Linked DNA regions of Capsicum annuum: region 1 is linked to region 2. Evidence: chromatin contacts called from public Hi-C data. All regions are on one chromosome and are shown on one strand. Each heading gives the region's core, a stretch centred on a gene start, on an enhancer-like site or on the middle of the called end of the contact. The rest is flanking DNA. Distances are from core to core; before and after follow the strand shown. Region 1 holds the start of LOC107850409 (probable protein phosphatase 2C 60). Region 2 holds the start of LOC107849141.

The links. Hi-C and Micro-C count contacts between places; a contact is called where the count stands out from the background.
Region 1: a Hi-C map of leaf shows a contact between it and region 2, with 2.3 times the contacts expected there. The contact joins the promoter of LOC107850409 here to the promoter of LOC107849141 in region 2. A contact is called at or near these places in 2 of 5 Hi-C or Micro-C datasets (bud and leaf).

What each region holds. Positions count from the first base shown.
Region 1 is chr12:174,154,377-174,158,781 of UCD10Xv1.1, reverse strand. LOC107850409 (probable protein phosphatase 2C 60) reads right to left here and starts at 1,301. Exons shown (of 11, transcript XM_016694905.2): 1 at 1,155-1,301. The coding sequence starts at 1,274.
Region 2 is chr12:173,807,063-173,811,082 of UCD10Xv1.1, reverse strand. LOC107849141 reads left to right here and starts at 2,099. Exons shown (of 2, transcript XM_047401067.1): 1 at 2,099-2,644; 2 at 2,870-4,020. The coding sequence starts at 3,350.

The sequences.
Region 1 (4,405 bases), core at 52-2,551, 350 kb before region 2:
TCCCAGAGTTTCGAAAGTTTTGATTGATCCTAAGAACTGGCCACATGGATTTCTCAATTATATATAAAAAAAAATATGTACCCCCTCCATCCCAACGGTTGGAATTTCAAGATTCAAACTTTTAAACTTTGACGGTGAATTCGGACATAGAAGCTTTAAGTTGTTTGAAATAAAATTTGTATATTTGAAAACTACGTAAAAAATACTATATATTACAATGATTAACAACTTAAAATATTTAAAAGGCATATAAGGAAATTCCAATCAAAGAAAAACTTAGTTGACTATCCAAATTCCAATTGTGCCACATAAATTAGGAAAGAGGGGGTATGCCACATAAATTAGGAAAGAGGGGGTATCATTATCGTTTTTCTATTTCTCAGAATAAGATAGATCAACGCAATAACACAATTCTTTTTCGGCATAATGCATAAACATGCCTTTTAATTTGGCCTCGGTTGGAATCTATGCCCTCCAACATTGAGTGTGCACAAATAGATACTAAACTATCATAAAGCTGAACAAATAGACACGTGTCCTACATGGCAAATCTAGATTTAAACAAGTAGACACACGCATCCTACGTGACAAATCTAGTAGGACGCGTGTGTCAACTCACACACGTTCAAATTTATGATAGTTTACGTGCCAATTTGTGCACACCCAGAGTTGGAGTGCATAAATTTACGCTGAAGTCAAGTTAAAGGGCATTTTTAAGTATCTGCATTCTTTTTCTGTTGCTGAGATATGATGCATCAATAATCTTTTATCAAGTGTAAAACACTAAAAGAAGAACAGTTTTATACTATGAAGAGCCAGAATAACATAGCAGCATTGAACAGATAACTTAAAACAGAATTGGCGATGCAATCGGTCTCTTGACACGATAAATGATTACATAATACAAGAATAAGTTTTATGGAAGTAAATTTCAATAGTTTAAGCTAATTGAAACATCATAGGAAAGTAAATTCAGTATGTTTTAAATTACGATGATTCAAATAACTATACAGTTTCACAAGTACAATTAAGCTGAAAAATTGCAAAATTGTTACCAGTTCCTGTATAAAGATGGGTCGCTTAAATTGAAGAGAGACAGAGAATCAAAAGGGAAATAATTGGCAAGTGTGCATTAGGGTTTGGAAGAAACTCACTCGCCCAATGTCGAAGCCGGTATTCGCAGAGAAATGATTTAGAGATCGTTTAGCTAAGAAGCGGCTAACCGGGGGTGCATGACACCACTTTTTCATGATTTTTATATTTTTTTGTTTCATAATAGTCTTCCTAACATTATCCGGAATTGAATGAAAATAAAAAATTTCATACATAGATATATATACTAGTCGGCTCACGCCGTGCTAAGCACGGTCCAATGTTGATCCTTAAAAATTCTACGTTATATATAATTCTATCATTTAATTAAAAGTTCATTTGTTTGATTGATAAATTCTAAGTTAGGCATATCATATTATATTTAGATTGTTGAAATTTGTGCAACGATATTTTAAGTTGTTCAAACTTTTGTGACATTGATAGTCAATTAGATTTTTAAAATTATTTAAGTTTTTAATTATTGTGATTTATAATATTTTTTTCTTCTATTCGACTAATTAGAAGTGACATAGTAAAATTATTACAAAAAATATTTGTGAATTTTTTTTAAGTGGTCTCATATAAGACGTCAAGTTAATTTAAAACATCAAAAATTAATTTATCATTTTACGTCTATTTTACACTTTTTATTAAATATTATTAATTTTTTAATACTTAAATGACTTAAAATGATTAAGTATGAATAATATAGTAAAATTACGATTGAATTAGTTGAAACAATCATGTCATAAATATCTATTTTAGTTTTTTATTAAATATTATTAATTTTTTAATACATAAATGACTTATAATAATTATTTAGGAATAATGTAGTAAAATCACGATTAAAGTAGCTGAAGCAGGTATGTCGACCATGAGTAGCCTATTTCAACTGCTTATTATCACTTCTTATATGGGATACTAATAATATAACTTTTTAATGCTTAAATAACCATAATAAGTAATTAGGGATGATATAGTAAAATCACGATTGAAGCCATGAAATAAACATGTATTTGAAGTGATATAACATAATAACTAAGAAAATTACTTGTGAAAAATAATCTAAGTGGGCCTCATATAACACGTTAAGCTAATTTAAAATATCAAGAGCTAATTTATTATTTTATGTCTATTTCATTTTTTTTTATTAAATACTATTAATTTTTTAATACCTAGAAGACTTATAATAATTAATTGGGGGTGATATGATAAAATTACGGTTGAAACAGCTGAAGCAGACATGTTAGAAATATTTATTTTACTTAATTATATTAAATATTATTATTTTTCTAATACGTAAATAACTTATAATAATTAATTAAGGATGATACAATAAAAATACGGTTGAAGCAGCTGAAGCAGGCATGTCGACCTGCTGTCTGTTTCAGCACTCAAACTCCCTCTTATATATAACTAATAATAATAATAATAATAATAATAATAATAATAATAATATATATATATATATATCTAGTTTAGTTTACATGCTTTGCACGTGTAACTTGCATCAATAAATAAAATTATATATAAATACAAAAATAATTAAAAATGGCAATGATGCTAAAATAAATTTATGTATATTCAAATGATGTAAATAAATATTGTATATCAAATATGTCATTGTACGTTGTATAAAATTAAAGATCATGCTTCATGCAAATCAATTATTAATTTTGTATAATTCATATATAATCTTTAAAGCAATTAACTGAAAAAAATAATGCAAGGAGATAACTAAACATAGATGGAGTACAAAAACAGACCATATATGATGTAATGAAAAATTATAAAATAACCCACCATGAAAAAAGAAAGAGACTATTAATTATTCAATTCTTTCAAATAAAGTAGGAATGCATGCAAAACAACTGATTAAATATTGTTCTCTTTATCTTTAGGTCTAAACCCTTGAAGAAAGGTTTATAAATAAATCAACCAACCAAAAAATTGAACCCTAGTACCATTCTCTTTTTTTATGCCAATATTAAACGTTTTCTTTTTATTTTTTCTTTAAAACCCCTATGATAATTCCTACACTAATTAAAACTTACTCAAATCACAAAAAATTTATCTCTTCAATTATAAGTTACATACAAAATTCACAAAAAAAGTGTTTCTCAATGAGCAATTGTTTATCAAGAATACATGATAATTTATTTTATAAATTTTAAGAACATATTAAAAATTCTAGAAAACTTACCTCAAATCACAAACAAATTTATCTCTATAATCGCATTTACTGTCAAAATTGTAAATATCAAGAACATGCTAAAACATTAGAAAACTCACCTCACATCATATATCGAGATTTCACAAAAAGAAGACTTTCAATGAGTAATTGTTTATCAAAAAATACAAGATAATTTATTTATTATAAATTTTAAAATCATACTAAAATTTTTAAAACTTATCTCAAATCATATAAAAATTTATTTACATTAATAAAAAATTTCTATATCTAACCCTATTTTTTCTCTACATGTTGTAGGTTTGAAGAAAAACATCCAAACCTAAAAAAAAAAAAGATAACTATCATTAATTAATTTATTAAAGAATCCTAATGTTAAAGTGATTCAAAAACTAAACAAGATCCTTTTAAAATTTAAAAAATTAAGGTTTTTTTCACGCATGTTAAGTTTTTTCTTCCTTTTTAAATTTTTATTTTTTTGGCCAACTTTCAAGTTTTGGTTAGGTTTAGATCTTTTTTCCCTTTTATCTAGAATATTATTTTTTGTTTTTGGTGTACAATCGTGCATTTTATTTTGCATGTTTTCCCCCTTTATATTTTAGGACTTCCTTTTCAAGTACACAAGGAGAAAAAAAAATCTATCAATATTAATTTTTTATATATTTTTTTCTTACCATATATTGTAGGACTCATTTTAAATATTAAAAATATAATGATATACTAATTAGAAAAAATAAGCCAAAAGACAATTTTGTCTATTGCATAGACTTTTAATGAAGGGCAAAAAGCTCAAATCACTTTTCTAAGGGTCTTCACACTTTTAATATATTATAGATTATAGATATATGTTATGAAAGATAAAGTAGAAAAGAATAAGAGTAGAGAGAAAAGAGAGACCCGGGTAAACAACCCTCCTCCAAGAAGAATTGTGTTATGCCCCCAATCCTTATAGAGCGAAAGAGCTGCCTGGGGATCCCTAGGTTGTAGCGTGTTCGGTCGTTAACTCCTCGCGACGTTGCCGCCGTTTCTAAGACCGACCGATGCCTCACCTGCACAGGTACCTATGTAGTAGTCTCGGTCGCACATTTAACATAGCATTCAGACTCTTAAGGATTCTCTTGT
Region 2 (4,020 bases), core at 850-3,349:
CAAAGGGAGTTAAAAGATAAAATGTCCAGAATACCCCTAACTTAAAACTGTAAAAATACCGTGGGTGGTTACAAGTCGATCACGTGAATTGTGTCCACAACATACGACTCGTACCATTGTGGTGTCATTAATACAGTGAGTTAGACACCCACACACTGTCCACCATATGATTCAACTATACAACTCATACCCTATCCTCACGGCTCTTAGTGAGCCACTCGTACTAAGATCCAAGTCAAGTCACTAAGTTTATAATTTGATAAAGGATCGTCCTAATGACCCATCACCACCTGTAATGACTCGTACAATTAAATCGTAACCATAACAGAAACCCAACAAACATCCACTGGACACCTAATGATTCGGGTCACCTGACCTGTACCCACACCATACAACTCGTATGGTTAAGTCTTCAGCAGATTAGTGAGCTCAAAGCTCAGAAATTCTCCAAGGGCCAAAACCCAGGATATTTCACATTTGATCCAACACTTTTAAGATATGCATTTATGTAGGATGACATACTTAAACTGTCAAGCCTCTATTTAGCTTAGGCTTAAGTGAAAATCCATTCACTCGAGGCCAACAATTTGTAAAAAAGACTCAATCTATACATATTAGGGCTTAACAATACCAATTACATGCTTAACAAGAACAATTCATATTTAAATAAGTCATAATTAAGTTCACACTACACCATTCTTAAATTGAAGTGAAGTCTTGAGTAATCCATTTATTCTATACATTCAATAATTCATAAGTACAAATAAAAAATAGTTCAATAAGTATTTTAATTATCTATGACTATCTAATATATTAAGTTCATTTAGTTATATCTAATTCACCATCTTCATCAACCACTATTAATATCCATTTTTAGGGTATTCACTATTTGAAAATAATTAAGTAATGTCGAGTCACACAAACCCCTTGTGAGGTCTGATGGCTTGCTCGATATCCTCTTGTAACCTCAACACGATGGATAAAATTGTCCTGTCTCATCCCTCGACCATATAGCAGTCTCCTCATGGTACAAACTCATCATAAAGGATTTTATGAGATCTTTTGTTCCATCTTCTCTTTTTTAACTCAATTTTTAAGTCATAACATCCATGCAACTCACTTCGAAATCATTTCCCAACACACTTATTGATATATTTACTATCATTGGACATATAATTTTAATTTTCACCATATTAGTCATTAACTAAAAATGGATTAACACTTTAAAAAGTGTAATTATTTCTTCGGGGTTTTATAGTTTAGATCTGATGGGGAGATTCATCAATCAACTAGATCGACTTTAGGTTTAAGGTCTATGGTATGGTCCATGCCCGCCCTTTTATGTGATGTAATCACACCCGTATCTGCCTATGTTTCCGAATTGGTTAAGTTCATAAATTTTCAAGTTATTTGAGAAACATTTAAATGAACAATGGTGGTCAAATATTCAGTAAATAGTGTTGTGTGTTTTGGCTAGGGGCGCACAAAAATTGATTAAACTGATAAACTAATTAAAAAAAATGTTCATGATTTAATGCTATCGGGTTATGGGCTAATAACTAATTAAAAAAAATGTTCATGATTTAATGCTATCGGGTTATGGGCTAATAATTTTAAATGGTTTAGTAATTTTCTTATTGGACTATAGATTCGATTTTCAATTTTGTATTTTAAGATTTTAGTTAATGGTTAAATAGATAACTCAATAAGATTATTTTAAAACTATATTTTGTTTATATAATAGTGATTTTAGATTTTAAATACATACCTTCTTGTTTTTTGTATTTTATATGATGTTGTGTTGGTGCAAACTTTATGCATGTAAATGAAATAAGATAAAGTAAAAGAAAATAGAGAAATATTTTCTTATCGATTAAACTGAAAACCTAACCGATAAAAATCAAAACCAACTAATCAAAAACTGATAACCAATATTTTATTAATTTAGTGTGTTTATAAATCGAAAATCGATTTCCAGGCCTAATTCTTTAATAATCACTTCAGCTCTTTCATACTTCTGACGTCGACTCATCTTGCTTGGAAGTCTTAAGAATGCAGCAAAAACGAAGGCTACCTCTAGTTCCCCTAGTTTTGAACTTTGACTTACTTTTGGATCAGACCAAATTACTTTGTTCATCATCTTTAGAATAGAATTTTCCATTCCTATGTAGGTACTAGCAATTAGTAAAGGACTGCTTGACTGGTGTAAACATCTATACAAGTGCTCAACTAAATCCTCTAAGCAGTTTATAGAATTTTCTCTTTAGAAGAATCTTTCTTTTTTCTTACAAAATATGTACAAACTTTGAGCAAATATTTCCTCTTACCTAACTTTACCCACGCGCAGTTAGTACTACCAATCCCACGTCTCTACAAATACTCAATCAGCAATCACGTGCCACAACACGAGAAATATAGAGCGTGACAATATGTTCTTGCACGCGAGTGAGTAAGAAAGGAGAGAAAAAATGTTTAAGAAAAGCACAAGAACAAAGAAAGTTCGATTCAGGAAAGAAGAGAAAGACAGAGAAAGAGGGGAAGGTAGGTATTGTCAATTCTTGATTCAGAATTGTGATTTTCTGGAGAAGAATATATTGAAATGCAGAGCGATGGAAGAGAAAGCTACATGAGTATCAAGAAACAAGTAAGAGTTGAAAAGCATTTGTTTTTCTATACTTTGTGAATCTGAATTGGTCCAATAAGGTCAAAAGTGTCCACTTTCATCCGTATGAACTCTTATTTCTCTCACCCTTTAAGTATAAATCTCTGTTCTTTCATCCCAATTTCATGTAGAATGAATTTGAACTTGAAGTGTGAAGCTTCAAGCTTTGAAGTTTTAGATAAAAAGTGACATTTTGGGTATGCTTAGGTTTGCTCTGGAATTCTTGGAAGTTTCAACTTATTGAATTGGGAATAAAGTTGTGGCTTTACTTGGAATTACAGCGAGGTGTTCTTGCTGGAAATGGAGAGTTTTTATTAAGTAACAATAGTTTTGATGGTATTTTAGGCATGGAGTCTTATTAGGGACTTGGGATTTATACTTTCTCGAGATTGGGTTTTGGAGGGAGATTTAGTTGAGAATTTGGATTTCTGTTGGAGACCTCACTCAGCCCTTTTAAATCTAATACTGTTACAAGTTGGGATTTTGGAGATTGGATTTGATTTGGCAACGCAAATATTACTATTACAGGAATTCAATGTAGTTTCCAAGTAAGCTTTTTGGAGTTGGGAGGAATAAACCCTAATTTTAGTTGTGGAATTGGGTTCTGGTCCTGACATTCTCTGTTTTCAACCAGTAGGAACTATATAGTCTTTGCTTCTTTTGTATGGGATTTATGTTCTGACAGATATGCAACCTCCACATCAGCATTCACGGATCAATCTTGCCGAATTGAAAGCTCAAATAGTGAGGAAACTCGGACCAGATGGGTCGAAACAGTACTTCTATTACTTAAATAGGTTGCTAAGCTTGAAAATAAGAAAGGGTGAGTTCAGTAAGATTTGTCTTAGGATCTTCGGGAGAGATAACATTGCACTGCACAATCAGTTTATCTGTTCTATTTTGAAAAATGCATGTAATGCAAAAGTTCCACCATCAAGAGATAATAAGTTTTTGAAGCCTAATATAGTGCTTGGTAGTAATGAGGCTTCAAATGACTCTTATGAGCAAAATGGATCACGCGTTTCCTTGAGACACTCTTCAAATCAACCCGGTTTGTCAAATGGGAACATTCTGCCATCATCTCCACGAAAGGCCAGAACAGGCTTGCATGGTCATAGAGCTGGGGATCTCCACAGTGCGCTTGGACCAAATGAAAAAAGTAATTTTACTTTTCAACAATCAACGACAGAATCGAGTGATTTTGATGTTACTAAGAAAAATGGTGACTTGAATCCCCTTGATGGTTTGATGGCTGTACATCACAATCCAGGACTCACACAACGATCAGAGGAGGGAAGGGAGGCATCAAGCCAAGAAGCAGCCAAACTTACTTTAACAAAGAGACCTGTTGAAGGTCC